Regions from separate parts of the Anser cygnoides genome. Here region 1 is linked to region 2. Evidence: chromatin contacts called from public Hi-C data. All regions are on one chromosome and are shown on one strand. The core of a region is the stretch at or near the end of the contact, and the rest is flanking DNA. Distances in the headings are between cores, read along the strand shown. Region 1 holds the start of CHIC1 (cysteine rich hydrophobic domain 1). Region 2 holds the start of SLC16A2 (solute carrier family 16 member 2).

Region 1 (2,740 bases), core at 97-2,596, 200 kb after region 2:
ATGCTCTGTGGGGTCAGGTCTGAAAGAAACTCCATCAACACAAGCAAGCACACTGCGGTGCAGCACAGCAGCTACCCACTGGCACTAGCTCAATGCAAACCTGATTTAGACTTACATGACAGACACCATACCAAATCCAACATTAGTTCTCTTAGGATGAAAGAGCCTTCCCCACCTAGTGCTTTGCTGCAGAAAGCTAGATCACACTGCACCTATTCACAGAGAGAAATGTGCATTCTTTTATGCAGTCTAAAGACAGACCCAGAGCAACACAAGCTTGATGGATCTCTGCAATACAAGTCCTGATACCTCCCTCCTTGTCATGTAAAGGTACATCACCACCACTGAGTTGTTGTGGCTGTATTTTGTTATACTAATTCCTCCACTTATTGGGGTAGGAATAGTGAGAAAAACAAAACAAAAACCAAGCAGACTTTGCATGTTTATGTCAGTTTGTTCATGTTGCGTCCCACCAGTTTATGCGAGCAGAACACACTGCAGCTCACGTTACATCCCAATGACAAGAACTGCTTAAACCCAACAAAACTCAAAACTAACTTTGGAGTCAATAAATTACAACACAGCCACGTGCCTCCTCTGCAGTGCAGCACGGGGACTCCGTGGCTCCGCTGTGACAGAGAAGGGTTACGGTAAAATCCGTCCAACAGCGCCCAAACCTTTGGGCTGGGCCCAGCACCATGCACGTTTCCCTTGGTTCTGACAGAAAACAGAGGAGGGAGCCCCAGGATCACCACGGCTGGGCCCAACGGGGGGGGGGGGCGTCCGCTACCCCGGGGGGCAGCGGCCCCTCACAGCTGCCCCCTCACACAGCCAGGGGGGTGCATGGCTGGGGCCCGGCTCCTCCTCACCCCCTGTCCCCCGAGGCTGGCCCCTGCCCTCTCAGGCTTGCCCCTGTCCCCTCACACCGCCCCTGTCCCCTCAGGCAGCCCCGTCCCCTCACACCCCCCTGTCCCCTCACAGTCCCCTAAGGCAGCCCCCTGCCCCCTCACACCGCCCCTGTCCCCTCACACCGCCCCTGTCCCCTCACAGTCCCCTCAGGCCGCCCCCCTCCTTACACGGTGATGTGCCCGGCGCCCCGTACCGCCACGGGATCCGGCGCATCGCGGGGCCGGGGCAGCTCCTGGCTGCGCACCACGGGCCCGGACTCCTCCTCCCCTTCCTCCCCTTCCTCCTCCTCCTCCTCCTCCAGCTCGTAGATGGTGTCGAAGTCCGCCATGTTGGGCAGCAGCACGCTCATCGCCAGCCCACCCCCGGCGCGGACCGGCCGCGCGCATGCGCAGTGCTGCTCCGGGGGGGGGAGGGAGGGGAGGGGGAGAGGCGGGCGCGCAGGCGCACTGGCGCCGACGCCGGCACCTCAGGTGTGGTGGCGGCCGTTGGGCGGCGCGCGCTCTTCCCGCCTTTTCGCAGAGGGGCGCGAGGTGAGGCTGAGGGGGAGTCGGAACGAGGGAGTTGTTTAAGTGGATTTCCGATGAGGATATTGTTTTCAAATATCATTTTCAAACGATTCTCTCTCTCTCTTTTTTTCTTTGTTTAATTCTTTTTGAAAAACGAGTCCAGAATAAATGGGGGTGTTGTGTTGAGAGGGAAGCAAAGCCCCTTAGGAGGAGTTCCACAGCTGGAAAAGGAAAAAAAAAAAAAATCTCAGACTGGTTGAGAGGGGAGGGATGTCCCCACCTGTGTGCAGGTGATTGTTGTTAAGTTTAAAATTTGAGCATTTAAGTTTAAAGTTTAAGCACTTAGATTAGTCCCCTACTGCAAGTCAGAAGTGAGCTAAAGAAAAGTATTGGTGTCTTGAATGGCAAGCTAGGAATCAGAAGTAAGGTTCTGACATAATTTCTTTTTTCTTCTTAGTGTGTTAGTGTAGGTACTTTAAAGTAATGCATTTGGTTTAGAGTGTGGCCAAATCTGAATTTGTGTCTTACAGCTTCTCTGAGGAAGGAAGCTCACCTATCCCCTAACTGAGGGGAAGAATGGGTTTCTGCGCCTGTCTGCTATTCTTAGGAAAGAATTTTCCTCATAAATTCTCTTCGCTGTTTTTTAGGACTTTCTACACAGTAGCAAAAAGCAGCCGATTTTATTTTGAAAATTTTTGCTGATTCTGAAATCAAAATTGTATGCGCTACAGTTTTATCTGTGCCACACACTTGTACTTCAACATTCTGCACAACTTTGGTGGAGTTGCAGGTAAATCACATTCTGATGCTTGAGGAAAATAAAAAATTATAACTGAGGTAGAATTTTTTTAATGAAATTATATATTCCATTTTGATCTCATATTATTAAGCAATATGAGTAAAAAAGTAATGTGAGTTAAAGTGAGTTTATTAGTGATTAATATTATGGATGAATTACAGAGAAAGTAAGTGTGGGGCAGAACGTATTTTGCTGTCATTGATCAAATGTTAAAAAGGTGTCCTGTTTAGAAACAAGTTGAAAAGGTGAAAGTAATGCTTTAACTGATAATCTAAATTGTTTTCTACTCAACTTCCATTCTATACTTGAGATTACCATTCATAATCCATGGAAAGAAAGTCTTGAAACCGCTGAAATGAAGACTTATAAGGGTTACTAATAATGTGTGGGCTTTTATTTTATTCTCAGTTAAATTTGGGATGTCTACTCTTAACTGATCTGAAAGTCAAGAAGATAACTTTTAATCATAGCTGAGAACACTGTAAGAAATTATACGTTTGATGCAGTGCATCGGTATTACAGATTT
Region 2 (2,700 bases), core at 133-2,632:
GTTAATTCTGCATCCTCGGGTGCAGCCCAGCATTGCTTTCCTCCTTGTGTGCCCATGGCTGGGGTCACCAATGCATGGGGCAGCTTGGGCAGTGGTGGTCCCCAAAATTCAAGTTTGAGCCCCTTGACATCCCCTGGATAGCCCTAGCCTCATCCGGAGTGATGGCAAAACCACAAGCACTTGTTCCTACCCAGCAAGCTGGGCCACGGTGCACACCACGGGGACGGAGGTGACCTGCTCCTGGAGGATGCCGAGCCCTGGGACAAGGCAGGCGTCCCTCGGGGGCCCCTGGCCTGCACCCTGCAGCTGGGGTCCCTCTGCCAACTCCACTCAAACAGCAGAGACATCAAAATGAGAAACTTCCCCGTGCCCAGCGTTAACACAACGCAGCCTCGAGCTGGTTTTTGGTCCCACCAAAAGGCACCGTTTGGGGACGAGGCCCCATGGCAGCGCTTCAGGACCCACGCACGCCGGGTGGCCGTGGCTTCGAGGAAGCGTGGCTGCCAGGCAGATGCTCTCCCACCCCGATCCCAGAGATAGGGCAGGCAGGCAGCCCAGAAAACCCACACCGAGAATCAAGAGGCAAACCCAACAAGCGGGTGGCCGGCACACGCCGCCTGCTCCTCACGCCAAAACGCGGGGCGGGCGGGCGGGACGGGGTGCGGGCACGCTTTTCGGATGAATTACTTTTAATTGAGTACGTAGTAGCTTAGAAACACATGACAGTGCCAGAGATAAATATAGTAAGGAGGGCAGGGATGGCGGGGGCAGGGAGCAAGCACAGTTCAATGCCTCCAGCGGAGGCTCCGGGGGGCCGGGATGGGAAAGGGGTCGGGAAGGGGGTCGGGAAGGGGGTCGGGAAGGGGGTCCCGTACCTGTTTTAAACTCCAGCGCGGGGTCGTTCTCGCCCTCGCCCAGGTCGCTCTGCAGCATGGTGTAGATGATCCCGAAGGAGTTGTGGATGCCGAAGATGGAGCCGTTGCACCAAGCGGCGGCGAAGACCACAACCCAGCCGAAGCCGCCCTCGGGGGGCTGGAAGGGCGCGGCGGCCCCGCTCCCGGCCCCGTTCCCGGCCCCGTTCCCGTTCCCATTCCCGGTCCCGTCCCCGGTCCCGGTCCCGTCCCCGGTCCCGGTCCCGTCCCCGGTGCCGGTCCCGGTGCCGGTGCCCGGCTCCCCCTCGCTGCCCGCCGCCCGTCGCTGCGCCATCGCGGCCGCGCTCCGGCCGCCGCCCGCCGCCCGCCTGCCCCGCAGCCGGTCCCAAATGCCCGCCGGCCCCCCCGGCCGGCCCCCCCGCCCGCCCCCTCCTGCCGCAGCCTCCCTCCCCGCCTCCCCTCCTCCGCCGCCTCCATCCTCCTCCTCCTCCTCCATCGCCCCAACCCCGGCCCCTACCTGCGCGCCCACCCCCTCCCCTCGCGCCCCCCCCGCCCGGCCCTTTCTCCCCCCCGGCCCACCCCAAGACCCGCCCAGCCCTCCCCGGCCGGGGTCCCCGAGGGGCTCAGGGGTGGCCCCGGGTCCCGCCGCCGCCCCGCATCGCCCAGCGCCGCCGCCACCGCATCCTGCGGCGGGCACAGCCCCGGGGCGGGCCCCCGCCAGCGCCGCCCCCAGCCCTCCCCTAAAGTGGGGCAGCACCGGGAGGGTGTTGTGTTGTGCTTTGTTTTTGGGGTGGTGGGAGAGGAATAAAGGATCGGGGGGGGGGGGGGGGGGGAACCCCTCGCGCGGCAGGTGAAGGCGGCTCAGGGGGCAGGCAGATATGGGGCGGCCTCGAGGGGGGGGTCCCCAAAAAGCCGGCGGCTCTTTGGCTGTGCGCCCCCCTCCCCCCGGCCGTTTTTACGCAGGGGTTTTTATTTCTCATTTACATCCCCGATTTACTCCAGCGCGGCGGGATTGCGCCCCCACCAGCGCCACCCGACCCCGCCGCCGGAGGAATTGCAGATTTATTCCCCTTCCTCCGCCGCAGTCTCCTCCCCGGATCCCCGACTCGGCAGCAGCAGGATGGGAGCATCTTCCACTGCCCCCTGCCGACGCTCGCAGCCGCAGCTCCCAGGTCTCAGCCCCGCGGCGGGGGGGCTCCGGGCTTGCCCTTTCAGCCCCCTCGGTAGAGTGCAGCTGAAACCCAAGGGAAAATGGGGGAGCCCTTCCCCACCGCACACGGCATCCCGATGGGATTTTTTCCCCCCCCGTGGTCTCGGCAGGCCCTCGTGGGGTCGTATCCTGCCCACCTCGTGCCGAGCCCCAGCCGGCAGCATCGCCTGGTGGGACGCCAAACAGAGCCGGGGGGGCACAGGGGTCGGTGGCTCCAATAAAAAGCAGTCGGTGGCTCCAAAAAAAAAAGCAGCAGGGAAGGGAGGCTGGGTGGGAATATCTTACAAAAACACCGCGGGAATCGTATCGGAGGGATGTGCCCTTGGAAAAGAACAGGAGTTAACAGCAGGCTGCGACCTCCCTGGGCGCTGCACGGTGTCGGGGGGCTCCAGCCCCGCCGCAGGGCTGTTCCGAGCCAGCATCGAAGACAAAACATTGCTGGCAGCTTCTGGTGCCCAGACAAAAAACCCAGCTCCAGCCGGGACATTGTCATGCCTGGCACAGCCGCGGCCCCACATGCCCGTCATTAGCGAGGCTTTTCTTTGTAGCTTTCAGCCCTGGCTGCGACAGCCGTGACATCTGGCCTGACAAAGGCGACACACTGTCCTCCCGGGGGAA

Evidence for each region. Hi-C and Micro-C count contacts between places; a contact is called where the count stands out from the background.
Region 1: a contact with region 2 is called in a Hi-C map of liver, with 1.6 times the contacts expected there. The contact joins the promoter of CHIC1 here to the promoter of SLC16A2 in region 2. A contact is called at or near these places in 2 of 7 Hi-C or Micro-C datasets (both in liver).

Annotation. Positions count from the first base shown.
Region 1 is chr13:5,207,756-5,210,495 of Taihu_goose_T2T_genome, forward strand. CHIC1 (cysteine rich hydrophobic domain 1) reads right to left here and starts at 1,347. Exons shown (of 6, transcript XM_048070551.2): 1 at 1,077-1,347. The coding sequence starts at 1,258.
Region 2 is chr13:5,003,023-5,005,722 of Taihu_goose_T2T_genome, forward strand. SLC16A2 (solute carrier family 16 member 2) reads right to left here and starts at 1,383. Exons shown (of 6, transcript XM_048070656.2): 1 at 876-1,383. The coding sequence starts at 1,368.